3 separate regions of the Mus musculus genome follow, and regions 1 and 2 are each linked to region 3. The links are chromatin contacts, called in public HiChIP or PLAC-seq maps. All regions are on one chromosome and are shown on one strand. Each heading gives the region's core, a stretch centred on a gene start, on an enhancer-like site or on the middle of the called end of the contact. The rest is flanking DNA. Distances are from core to core; before and after follow the strand shown.

Region 1 (4,240 bases), core at 1,144-3,643, 310 kb before region 3:
GTATGTGATGAGCCCTGCATGGAGGCAGACATAGAGGGACATTGCTGAGCAATTTCAGCAATAGAAAGAAGTGTTGTGCTGATAGAGCTTGAAGACAGTGTGCTAAGCGAAAGCATCCTGGAACACAAGCCCAGCAAGTCCATGGTTCTGTGTGTGTGAGACGTCCAGAATCTGGCAGATGTGTGCACAGAAGGTAGGCCAAGAGTTCCCCAGAGTTGAAAGAGGAATGTGGGGGAACTAGAAATGGGTGTGGGGAATTTTGTTGAACTGATAAGAGTTTTCTAAAACTAGTTATGGTAATGGTTGCACAATTTGGTAAGCTTACTAAAAGCCATTCAGGTTTACATTCAAAATGGGTAGATTCTACAATATGTAGACAACAAAGTTTAAGGAAAAAAAAATTCTAAGAGAAACCATGAATCTAGAGAGAAGGAGGCAAGTGAGCCTGACCGAGGCTTCGGCTGACCTTGCCTAGCGGGCCAGATTGCTTCCTTATTCTTTTAGAGCAATCTTCCCACAGTGTCGGTGCTGCACATGAAGGCTGCGCCAGCCTCCCAGAACTTCCTGCTGCCAGAGCACTAATGGCCACACTTGTCTTTCAGGAAAAACATGCAGAGGAACAAACAGGTAGCCATGGGCAGAAAGAAATTTAACATGGATCCTAAAAAGGTAAGCAGAAAATGAAGTGACAGTGGCCGGAGTATTAAGTGGGGGTGGAGCAGTGGGGACCAGGACTCTAAGTTGCTGTTCTCTGGAGTAAGTGTCAGGTGGTTACCCTCATGCTCTTGAGTCTGGGGCTCTGATTTCTAACTTAAGTCCCCCCATCCCTATGTTCACTGGTGGGGGTTTACTGGCTCAGGCTCCAGGTCTGCACTCATTTTTCCAGCCTCCACAGGCCAGCATCACTGCTCTTTCTGACCTTTGTGCAGGGGATCCAGTTCTTAATCGAGAATGGCCTGCTGAAGAACACTTGTGAGGACATCGCCCAGTTCCTGTATAAAGGGGAGGGGCTCAACAAGACAGCCATCGGCGACTACCTTGGGGAGAGGTGAGGCCCTTAGAGCTGGGTCAGAGCCAGTGGAAGAAGTAAGCTCCCTGCTGCCTAAGTCCATGGGGTGGGTGACTGTGGTACCAGGGCAGCCAGAGCCACAATGGCGCTGAGTGGAGGGATTACCTTACTTGTCCAGGGGCGTAGAGGTGCCTTGCTTGTTTAGTTAGCAAACAGAGCCAGGCCAACAGCCTCGTGACTGTGCATGGCCAGGCTGAGAGGTCTGATGGGCTGGGACTCTGGGGATGCCATCTGCTTGGGCTCAGGATGGGTCTTGGTCAGTGTCAGGGTCCGACGTGTGCTCCTCACTCTTGTCTGTCTCCTGTAGGGATGAGTTCAGCATCCAGGTCCTGCATGCGTTTGTGGAACTGCACGAGTTCACCGACCTGAACCTCGTCCAGGCCTTGCGGTGGGTGTCGTCAACCGGGCACCGTAGGGCAGGGTGGTTGTGACTGTCCTGAAGTAGTTTTCAGGAAGGCCATGTACATGCCTGCGTGGAATAGCATTCACTAGGACTGCTTCTTGGTCTTGGGAGTGGACAGACTGATCTGTCCTTAAATACTGAAATTATTTCTACTCTTCACAATAGAAAACCCTTTCATTTCTTACCCTAAACTAGGTAGCTGTGTATTTCGTTAAAGAAAAGAAAAGGAAAGGAAAAAATCAACTATCATTTTTCCCCTTGGAGACAGGGTTTTTCTTTGTAGCTTTGGCTGTCCAGGAACTCTATACACCAGGCTGGCCACAAACTCAAGATATCCTCCTGCTTCTGCTTCCCAAGTGCACCACCACCACATGGCTCAACTTCAGCTTTTTTGTTTGTTTATTTTGTTTTGTATTCCAGACAGGGTTTCTCTGTGTATCCCTGGCTGTCCTGGAACTCACTTTGTAGACCAGGCTGGCCTCGAACTCAGAAATCCGCCTGTCTCGGCCTCCCAAGTGCTGGGATTAAAGGCATGTACCACCACTGGCTTCAGCTTCAGCTTTTAAACCAAGCTTGTTTTGTGCCCTTTAAAGCCATTTTTTTTCTGCCGTGGATATAAATCCTAAGATTTTTTTTTTTTTGAACTCTGATTTTTTAATGATGCAGTGTTGCAGAACTAACCTTGTGGCTGTGGTCCCATATGATTTACAGGGTTCCATAGTGACTGCCCTGAATGAATTCTTCCTTTAGAGTTCATTTTAAATGATTAAGATCTGTATTTCACTTTTGTGTGTTGCTCTAAAGTGGGGCTGTTCTTCTTGGCTTCTCAGTTCATTTAAGGCCACAGTGGTTACATTTGCTTCTGTTCAGTTTCTGAAGCCCCCACTTCCTTCCCCATGTGTTATTAACTGCCACACTAGCAGCAAAACTGGTCAAAACAATGCTCCTGTCTTCACCCTCAGGCAGTTCCTGTGGAGCTTCCGGCTCCCTGGAGAGGCCCAGAAGATTGACCGGATGATGGAGGCCTTTGCCCAGCGGTACTGTCAGTGCAATACTGGGGTGTTCCAGTCTACAGGTGAGGGAGGGAGCCTCTGTGTGAGTCGGGGAGGGAGAGCTAGGACAAGAGGCTGAGTCCATTCCAAGAACAGTTACTTACTGGTGTGTACAACCTGGAAAGACTGAACGTATCCAGAAGACCAGCACTACACCTGGTGTGCTTAGTGGAGGAGTGCTTGCCTCATGTGTGTGCAGCACTGGGTTCAGAATTACAAAGCATATAACTATTAAAGATGTCTTAACACTGGGCAGTGGTAGCCTTTGATCCCAGCACTCAAGAGGCAGATCTCTGAGTTTGTGGCTAGCCTGGTCTTCAGGACAAGTACCAGGACAGCTAGGGCTACACAGAGAAACTCTGTCTCAAAAGCAAATTTATGAATATAGCTAGCTAGGCTACTTAAGCAAGACCTTGCCTTAAAAAGAAAGAAATATTATGTTCTTATGAAGATATTGGCATGGGAAAATGATAAGATTAACAAAAAAGCATATATATGTGTGTGTAATGTATATACCTATCCCCTGTGTATGTATCTATCTCATACATATGCTCGGGTGATAGTGCATTATAGTGTCTGTAAAGTGATTTTATAGGCACATTTATACAGAAGAAATAAAGCAGACCAAATTATTACTAAATAGAATTGCAGTTAATTTTTTCTTTTTGATACATTGTATTGGTCTGAGATTTTGTTGTATAGCCCTAGCTGGCCTTTTATAGACCAGGCTGTACTGGAACTCACAGAAATATGCCTTTTGAGTATGGAGGCTAACGTCATGCTCCACTACTCCCAGCCGTTTTATTGTTTTCCTGTTCTTTTATATCTGAAAAATAGAATGAGTGTCTTTAGTGAGGTCATGTGCCTTGCCCCTTCCAGGAACATAAGCCTGGGAACATATGTACACTTGGCTCATCTGCTCTTCCTGCCAGTGTCTCCTGTCCTGGGTAGCTGTCTCCTCTGCTCTCACAGCCTGGTCTCCTCTTTCTAGACACCTGCTATGTCCTGTCCTTCGCAATCATAATGCTGAACACCAGCCTACACAACCCCAATGTCAAAGACAAGCCTACGGTGGAGAGATTCATCGCCATGAACCGAGGCATCAACGACGGAGGAGACCTGCCGGAGGAGCTGCTCCGGGTGAGCAGGGCCAGAGCCACTTCATGTCAGCTGGCAAAGCATGCACTCGAACGGGATCCGGATCATAGGAGAGGAGACAGAAGGATAACTTGCTGAGTGCCTGATCACTTAATTCATTTAAATATGTGAATTTCACAAAGGCCAGCTGAGAATCAGGATGGGAGGTGGCTTCTAAATCTGAAACTGAAAATTAAAGGCTCAAGTAGGCTCCAGGCTGAGAGGCCTGAGTAGGCTCCAGGCAGCTATTTCTTTTTTCCTTAATTATCCACCAGGCATCTTATTTTTGTCCCTGTGAGCTGCTAGAAAGCAGAGAATGGCCATGTTCTTTTCTAGTCTCTGTGCCTTACAGAGACTACCTGTGGACTGAGTAGAGAGGAAGGGAGGAAGGACAGGCACTTCTCGAATCAGACATGCAGTGTGGTCTTTTATCCAGAATCTCTATGAGAGCATCAAAAACGAGCCCTTTAAAATCCCCGAAGATGATGGGAATGACCTCACACACACTTTCTTCAATCCAGACCGAGAGGGCTGGCTGCTCAAGCTCGGTAAGTCCCTCCCCCAGCTGGGCCTGCAACA
Region 2 (4,548 bases), core at 854-3,353, 340 kb after region 3:
CTTGTCAGGCTGGGACACCCACAAATGGTCACATGCTTCATCTTGATTGACAGTTACCTTCCCCCTAGAAATTCAGGAACAGCCTGGCTACAGTTATGTCTTGTTCAGTAAAATGAGGGAATAAAAAAGGGAGTGATTACTTTATGGATATGGTCTCTGGCAGTTGTCTTCGGAGGGACTCTGTATTCCCACAGCTCCTACGTTTTATTATTTTATTAAGAGTTAACTCTCGGTTATCCACGTGTGAGCCTGAGAGATGATCTTATTCCCACAGCTGTTTAATATTATTATTTTATTAGTAGCAGTTTGGCTTCCCCCAACCAGGGCTCCATAGAGGGCCTGAAAAAGAGTCCGACTATTCACATGTGTCTTCACTGGCCTTCTTGAATTATGGCGGTAAACATTTATAATCCCAATGTTGATTCTCTCTTCTAGGGCCGGGGTGGGAGCTATACTTTTTAATTGTGCTAAAACATACGTGACATAGAGTTCCCTGCTTTTTTAAATTTTCAGTTCTCATGTTTATTTACTTTCTTGTGAGCATGCATATACATGTGTGTGTGTGTGTGTGTGTGTGTTTATGAGAGAGAGAGAGCGAGCACATGTACCATGGAGATAAGACAGACACACATTTTAGGAGTTGGTTGGTTCTCTCTTCCTACCACATAGATCCTGGGGCTTGAACTCAGGTCCACAGGCTTGGCCGCAAGCTCCTTTACCTGTGGAGCCATCTCTCCAGCCCCATCCTTTTCTATTCTATCTTTGCTCAGCTGCTGTGTCTCACATTCCCACCTGCAGCACTCTCTTGAATCCTCTTCCCTCGCCCATACCAGTCCTTGTCAGCCTCGGTTCTGGCTCAGAAGGCTGTGGCAAGAGTGGCCCTTTCAAAGTTGATCTTTAACCCTTTACCTTTTATTAGTTGTATTTCTGTTTGGAAACAAGGTCTCCTTCAGCCCAGGCTAGCCTCATCACGTAGCTGAGGATGGCCTTGAACTTCCGATTCTCCTACCTTACCTCTAGGATTATAGATATGCACCACCACGGGCATCGAGACTTTTGCCTAGGTTTTGATCCAGGGTGCTGCCAAGAGGATGCTGCCAGTCATGCGGCACTGGACAGAGACAGGAAAAAGGGGTGGCTAGCAGAAGGACCTGTGTGTGTGTGTGTGTGTGTGTGTGTGTATATCCCCTCTATCCTTTGAATGAAGAGCTCTGGGGGAGCTCTCAGGGGCAGGATTGCTTGACAGAGACACAGGAGACAACATTGAAACGGTGATTTAGGCAGTCTTTGGGCATAGGGGATGCATTGGCGCTCCAAGCCCCATCTACTGTCAGCCACAGGCCTTTGCAGAGAATCCTGATTGAGCTTAGCTATGCAAAATGCATTTTTTTCTGAGGCCAAGTTGCAGACAAGCCGGCATCTCCTTCGGGTGTCCCCGTTTGGATGGGGGAGCAGGGAGGATTTTGTGGGCACAGCAATGCTGGTCTGGAAGCGGGAAATAGCTTTAGATTATCTACAAAGTGCTTCTTCCACCGTGGATAATGGAGAGGTAGCCACGCTTATTTAGAGCTACCCTCTTAGGGACAATCACTGGAAGGGGAGGGGTGGGGAGAAGGGTAGGGATGGAAATGGTGTATTACTGAGCCAGACTCAGACCGAGGAGGGGCTCAGTGGGGTCCTTAGCAGCTCCTTCTAGACATGGAGGCTGGAAGGGATCACCCCATCAGCATCAGACTCCACCCCATCAGCATCAGACTCCACCCCATCAGCATCAGACTCCACCCCATCAGCATCAGACTCCACCCCATCAGCATCAGACTCCACCTCTTTTGGTCTGCAGGAAGCCCCAGGACTCAGATCACTATTGGCCAAGACAGCATTAGCCCAAGGGCAGCCAACAATGCTTCTCTTTCTACCCCACTTTCAGCCTCATCCTTGTGAGGTGGATGAACTAGATATCCGTCATCCTCCTCCACAGACCCCAGGGCCCACCTCTGATCCAGGGTCCTGGATCAGAACTGGTTGGCCGTGCTCTCTCAGACTCTCTCAGGAAAAGTGTTCAGGGCAGGGATTGTGCTGGAGACTAGGAAACTGCTGGAAGGGCAAGGCAGAGTGCAGAGCTGGTCAGAGCTGGTGGGGATGAATCATGCTGGCTACAGGCACAAGTGCATGGAAAGTACCTGGAATTGTGCCTGCTTATGATGCTCCATCCCAGAGGCTCCTCCTCCTCCTCCTCCCCTCTTCCCCTTCCTCCCTCCCTGTCCCCTCCCCCTCCCCTCTCCGCTCCTTCCCCCTTTCCCTCTCCCTGGTCCCTCCCCTTCCTCTCCCCTCTCTTTGTCCCCTCTCCCTCCTTCTTTCCCTCTCCTTGCCCCCTCCTCTTCCCCTCCCCTCCCCCTTCCTTCCCCCTTCCTTCCCCTGGCCCTCTTCCTCCCCACTTCCTTCTTTATGATGCAGGGTCTCTAACCTAAAATTTACTCTGTAACCAAAGAGGACTTAGAACTTCTGATCCTTCTATTTGCCCCTCCTGGGTTCTGGGATTATAGGGATGAGCTACCAGGATGCTGGGGATTGAGCCCAGGGTCTCACACATAGTAGGCCAGCACTCTGGCTCCCCTGGCTCACTCAGGACAGGTTGTGGTTATTGAGAGCTAAGACCCTCTGGGTCTTCTGGGATGTCCAAGGCCACACACGAGGCCCTGGTGTCTCCAGGTTGGGGGCAGTCTTCTCTCGCTGGTCTGCACACTGGGGTTGAATCAGTCTTCCCTCCTTCCCCAAGCTGCTCAGAAGCCCTCTTCACAGCTGCCACCCACTTCATCATAGACACCCATCAATGAGCCAGCCAAGCCCATAAATTATTGTACAAACCACTCCAAACAATAACCACAATTTTACTTACTGAGCCATTAAATATACGTACTTAAATTAGACTTAACCAGACATCACGTGGGGACGTCTTGGGGCCAGGCAAACAATGAGTCTTGGGGGGAACGTGTCACCTTGTGTTTGCCCACCTCTCCCGTGAAATTAATGAGGTGCTTCAATTTAATCATTATTACCACTCTGGCTTTATTTAGCCAGTTAGCTGGGGTTGACCTGCCGTCTCAGTCAGCAGTGGCTTCCCTTTGCTGCCCTGGGCTGTCCTGACAGCCAGCTAGAGGTCAGTGGGAACTTGGATACTGAAGGGCTGCCCTGGTCCAGAGATGTGTTAATCTCATTGACAGAAGCTCTGTCTCCAGGATCCACAGAGACCCAGCTGTGGCTATTGAAGCTACCACGTGGAGGACAGAGTGCTGGCTCTTCCCAGATCCCCATGTCTGATGTGTCAATGAGCACATCTCACACACTCTTTCAGTGTCCTCCTAGTTCAGGCTGCCAACTGTCCCTTTGGTGTTAGCCATTTTACACCCTGTCTCTCTGTCTGCCAGATCAATTTGTAGAGAAGTTAAGTGTGGCTCATTCCCTATTCAGAGTCCTGTAGCTCCCACTGCTTATGGAGAACAAGCAGAGTGTGGTGGCCAGGGTGCCTCCTGCCTTCCTTAACCCCATCTCTCCAGCCTGTCTCGAACTTTACCAAGCACCAGCCACAGTGAGCCCTCCCACCCTCCACCCACCTCGGAGCCACACAGGTCTGGCATGTCCTCCCCTGTTCCATGTGCTTAGCTTTAAAACCCTTTAACACAGTGGCACCCACTTCCCACCTCTTCCAAGCACAGGGTGTCGGCCCAGTTCCTGCCTCCATCTGAAAACGCCTTCCTAAGCCTCCACACTGGGCACAATGCCTGAAGACAGCCCGGGCTGCCTCGTATCCCTCACGGAGGTATCTGCAGTGGGCAGTGTGCCCATGTGTCAAAGCACCCAGCACAGAGCCTGCCAAGCAGGAACAGACAGAGACATTCAGTGCCTGGGAGTGGCAGCGACCGACCGACCGGAAGCAGTGATCCTCAACCCTCTGCATCCATCTCAGCCTGGAGTCCCTCTCACTTTCAAGTGTTTGTGAGATAGATCCAGGCTGGCTGGGTTGGAGAAATCCATTATGTGGCCAGAGTGGAACCAATGCTTCCACTCTGTTTGTAGACAGGAAGGGACATTTGGTTATTGTTGCACATGGCTCAGAGGTCACCCAGTATGTACCAAGAAACTCCTGGGATCCAGAGTAGACCGTCCTTGGTGGCAATTCTAAGATGTAGCCTGGGACAAATCTGTGTATCCAAATGCTGGAGAGGGAGGGGAGAGGAGGGGAGAGGAGGGGAGAGGAGGGGAGAGGAGGGGAGAGGAGGGGAGCACCCCCAGGCTCACCAGGCTCAGTGGGTACTGCTGCCTATCTGTTGTGGGGAGTGCCCACTGCCAACTCCCTGCTAAGGCCACTAATAATCTTGAAAAAGGTGATGTGGAGGTGCCCTTGCTGCTTGTCTGTCCGTCTGTCTGCCTGTCAGTTGGTCAGACTGTCTCTAAGAACATGGCTAAGTGTCAAGAAATACAATGGAGGAGGTGTGTGCGCATGTCACAGCCTGTCCTTGTCTGAGAGTCAGGCCTGGAGAACACAAACAG
Region 3 (3,972 bases), core at 348-2,847:
TCAGGATAAACAGCAGCACTTCCCACGAGCCAGGCTGGACAAGCGCAGCTTCTGATCCTCACCAGAGTTAGGGACCATGGCCACAAGTTGTCTGCTGACACACTATTGGGAGCGGGCAAATGCTATCTATGTTCCTTCTTTTTAATTTTAATTTTTTGAAACAGAGTCTCACTTTAGTACAGATTGGCCTGAAAGTCTCAAATATCCTCCCGCCTCCCCCAACCCCACCCCGCCCCAAAGGACTGAGATTACAGGCATGAGCCACCATGCCTGCCTTTTGCAGTACTGAGGAATCAATCTAAGGATCACATGCTTACTAGCTAGGTGCTCTGTCACAGGGCTCTTGGGCATGACTTCCATGGAAGCACCTTGTCTCTCCAAGCCAATGGTATAGGAAAAAGAAAGATTTCTAGATACCTCCAAAACTCCGTTTCCCATATGTCCTAGAGAGATGGCAGACACAAACCCATACAGTCTCTTGGAGACTCTGTAACTCTAGCTCCAGGTTGTCCAGCGCCCTCTTCTGGCCCCAGTAGGTAACTACACTCATGTGTATCTACTCCCCACCCCACACATATGATTTTTAAAGTTTTAAATCTCCCCCCCCCCCCATACAGGGTCTCTGTGTAGCCTTGATTGTCCTGGAACTCTGTGGACCAGGCTGGCCTCGAATTCAGAGATCCGCCTACCTCTGCCTCCCCAGTGCTGGAATTAAAGGTGTGTGCCACCACCTCCCAGCTTTAAATTCATTTAAAAGAAGAATTTGGGGAGAGGAGAGGGGAAGGGGAGGGGGAAGGAGGAGGAGGAGGGGAGAGGAGGGAGGGGGAATGTATCCCATTTGGTAGCATGCTTGCCTAGCACTTACAAAGCCCTAAATCTAGTTCCCAGCACAGCGTAAACTGGGCATGGTGGCACACACTTGAATTCCCAAGCAGGACGGTCAGATGTTCAAGGTCAACTAGGTTACCCAGTGAGTTCAGAACTAATTTTGTTGTTTGTTTGTTTGTTTTGAGACAAGGTTTCTCTGTGTAGCCCTGGCTGTCCTGGAACTCACTTTGTAAACCAGGCTGGCCTCGAACTCAGAAATCCGCCTGCCTCTGCCTCCCAAGTGCTGTGATTAAAGGCGTGCGCCACCACTGCCCGGCCAGAACTAATTTTTAAGGAGAAAAATTAAAAAGACTCCAGTGGTTGAAAGCTACTGTTTATGGGCAACACGGTACCATACTTGATTCCTGGACTTCACATCAGTGTCTGCAGCCTGTTTCCTCGGGTGTAAAATGAGGACCGTGAGGGACTGGAGAGGTGGCTCAGAGGCATGGAACTGATTATGAAGAGAACCTGAGTTCCATTCCCAAACACCCAGGTGTTTCCCAGAGTGGCTGAGACGCTTAATTAAGTTAAATCTGCAGTGCCACGAGCAGTACCATGTACACGCTAAAATCCCCGGACCTCAGCTTTGTTTCCCACTCAGCAAAGTAAGGAACTGTCATTCCAAAATCTCCTAGCCTTTGGAACAACGGAACACAAAAACTACAACTCTCAGCATGCTGCGGGGCTCGAATAATGTATAAAACTCCAGAGAGGACTACAATTCCCATAGTGCCCCGGGCTTGCCCAGTTCAGGTCCGCGCGGGGTCAGAAGAGTCCAGTTACACGGGTTCCCCGCTGGCACGGAAGAGACTGTCCTCCGCTCCTGCGGCCGAGAAAGACGAGTGCCACAGCCATGCTATGCAGCCTGTTCCGGGCCGCCATGCTACGCAGCCTGTTCCGGGCCACGGTCCCGGGGCTCAGGGTGCCCTGGGCTCAGTGGTCTAGGAATTGGGCGGGGGTCCCAGCCCACGTGGTGGACCTACGCAGCGACACGGTGACCCGGCCAGGGCCGGCCATGAGGCGCGCTATGGCCGAAGCGGTTGTAGGAGACGATGATTACGGCGAAGACCCTACGGTCCACGGTGAGCCCGGCGAACAGGCCCGGGGCAGGGGTCGTTGCGGTGACCCCGGGACGCTGTCCGTGGTTCTGACAGGACAGCACGGACGCAGAGGGGTGCCTCGCTGACATTTGAGGACGCTCAGTGGTGCACTCTGCGTTCTTGTTCCTTCTCGGAGAGATCCCTGGTAATGCAGACTCTTGAGCTCCACAATGGACTTGGGGAGCCAGAATCTGCATTTTAACAGGACCACCTGGTGATTTCTGCCCACTGTCACCCAATTGCCCAGATGGGTGTTGTCCAGACTTGGCAAAGCAAGACCCCGAGATGGGCAGAGAGGAGTTCAAGGACCCACATCAGGAACAGGGAAGAACCAGGGTTTGAGACAGGTCTTACTACAAGGAGGGCTAACTACTCTCCTTCATTCATTGGCTGACTTCACAAAGACAAAATCAATCCAGCAAAGAAAGTGCTCGCTGCTCCTTCACAGGGGGGGGGGGGGGGTGCAGAATTTCATATCTAGGGAGTGCAGCGCGTTAAGGAGACAGCAAACCAAAGCCCACCCGGGGTCAATAGTCACTGCTAAGGTGGACCTCTAGTGCTGCTGTGTGTGCACTAGAGATCCAGAGATACACCAGAGATCACACTTGACCTTTGTGGACCCAGGGGTGATTGGGGCTGATCTAGAATCTCTTGACAACAAGATATTACCAGGAACTTCAAAGATGCTGAGCTACACTGCTCTCAGCAGGCACCTGGTGTAAACAGGTCACCACATCAAGGCTGGGAGGTCCTGGCCTCGACAGGAGTCTGAGGAGGGTGAACCAGGGGCTGGGAGGAGGAGCGAGCAGAACTCATCCCCGACCGCACACAGGGCTCAGGGAGACACGGGTATGTGTCCTCTGGGGACAGAATCTAGATCACTTTAGCACTGAGCATTGTGTCACAGACAGGAGAGCCACCATGGCCTTTACCCAGGCCATCCACTCACCCGCCAGCTGCACTCTTTGTGCCCTGCCCGCTCCCCAGAGGCTCTTCTTCCGTGGTGATGTGCAGAGGAAGTCCACAGGGAAACCACAAGGCCTCACCTGCCGGGGCTTCTGGGAAAGGGAGAAAAACAGGTGTGAGGTCTGGGTGGGAAAGGGGCTTCAAACCACAAGGGAGTTTCGGTGGCCTGGGGCGGGGACTGTGGCTCAGGAGGACTGACAGAGGGGCCTCTGGCTGTGGCACGTGGTTACCAAGATCACAGACTCCAAGCCCCACCCACAGGACCATCATTTCTCATCCGAGCAAATGTACCTTTTCGGAGAGAAGTGCTTAAGATAAGGTCTTGCTGTATAGCTCAGGCGGCCCTCCAACTCAGTTATCCTCCTGCTTCAGCAGAGTACTGGAATCACAGGTCTATTCTATCAAACCCTGTAACAAGTACACACGAACTGTGTGCCACGGTACAGTGGCCCGAGGAATTGCTGATTCTTGCCCTTCCCCTGCCCCCCTCCCTTCTCAGAACTGCAGGAAAAGGCTGCAGAGTTGCTTGGGGTAGAGAGGACGCTGTTTGTGCCCACCAACACTATGGCCAACCTCATCTCTGGTGAGTGTCTTACCCGCCCCTCTGAGCCCCAGCTCAAAGGGTCTGTGGCACTGGTGGGCACACACCTGGATTTCTTTTGGGTGCAACTGGTGGAGCACTCTGCATTTGGCAGTGGGAGGAGTGAGGTCTGAGTCTCTGCTACTCCCTAGCTCTTCTTCCTGGATGCTTACCTTGCAGCCCTGGCCTGGGTTGTTTCCCAGTGTGCTTCTGTCCTCTGGCTGCTCCTGGTACCCTGGGATGCCTGTTCCTGGAGGCAGCATCCTGGCACTCTTCCTTGCTGGCCATGGGGGTCTGGTGCAGGTTATTAGTGTCCAGCCTTCACAGCCTAGAATTGTGTAACACACCAGTCTTTTCAACACGTGACAGTGAGGTGTTTTGACTCCCAATTGACAGAGGGAGTCTGAGCTCACTGGGGGCCCTAGCTCAGCCTGGCCAAGCTGAGCAGGGGCAGAG

The links. HiChIP or PLAC-seq counts read pairs in DNA pulled down with a chosen protein or histone mark.
Region 1: a contact with region 3 is called in a CTCF HiChIP or PLAC-seq map of large pre-B cells, with 3 times the contacts expected there. The contact joins the enhancer-like site here to the promoter of Tha1 in region 3. A contact is called at or near these places in 13 of 39 promoter capture datasets (the 3T3-L1 cell line, the C10 cell line, the SN4741 cell line and 9 more), 1 of 15 datasets of contacts at CTCF or cohesin (large pre-B cells), 7 of 115 datasets of contacts at active chromatin or transcription factors (bone marrow-derived macrophages, embryonic basal ganglia, embryonic hindbrain and 3 more) and 2 of 9 other capture datasets (adipose tissue and embryonic stem cells).
Region 2: a contact with region 3 is called in a FOXA1 HiChIP or PLAC-seq map of pancreatic cancer cells. The contact joins the enhancer-like site here to the promoter of Tha1 in region 3. A contact is called at or near these places in 2 of 484 Hi-C or Micro-C datasets (embryonic stem cells and stem cell-derived neural progenitor cells), 3 of 115 datasets of contacts at active chromatin or transcription factors (embryonic stem cells, pancreatic cancer cells and stem cell-derived neural progenitor cells) and 1 of 9 other capture datasets (adipose tissue).

Annotation. Positions count from the first base shown.
Region 1 is chr11:118,182,189-118,186,428 of GRCm38.p6, reverse strand. It overlaps Cyth1 (cytohesin 1), which reads left to right. Exons shown (of 14, transcript NM_011180.4): 4 at 603-669; 5 at 930-1,048; 6 at 1,377-1,457; 7 at 2,435-2,547; 8 at 3,516-3,664; 9 at 4,098-4,209. Among named protein-coding and RNA genes, the nearest start is that of Gm38514, 47 kb to the right of the region's middle. Within about 2 kb of position 2,393, at least 17 of the 459 cell types and tissues checked have an H3K27ac peak or open chromatin away from gene starts, as enhancers often do. A contact at or near this core is called in hematopoietic stem and progenitor cells, where this site is marked.
Region 2 is chr11:117,534,371-117,538,918 of GRCm38.p6, reverse strand. It overlaps a transcript of Gm11734 not described here. Among named protein-coding and RNA genes, the nearest start is that of Gm11734, 13 kb to the right of the region's middle. Within about 2 kb of position 2,103, at least 109 of the 459 cell types and tissues checked have an H3K27ac peak or open chromatin away from gene starts, as enhancers often do. A contact at or near this core is called in adipose tissue and pancreatic cancer cells, where this site is marked.
Region 3 is chr11:117,871,151-117,875,122 of GRCm38.p6, reverse strand. It overlaps Tha1 (threonine aldolase 1), which reads left to right and starts at 1,597. Exons shown (of 7, transcript NM_027919.4): 1 at 1,597-1,952; 2 at 3,436-3,519. The coding sequence starts at 1,724. It overlaps Gm11725 (a long non-coding RNA gene), which reads right to left. Exons shown (of 3, transcript XR_001780380.2): 1 at 3,690-3,972; 2 at 2,920-3,028.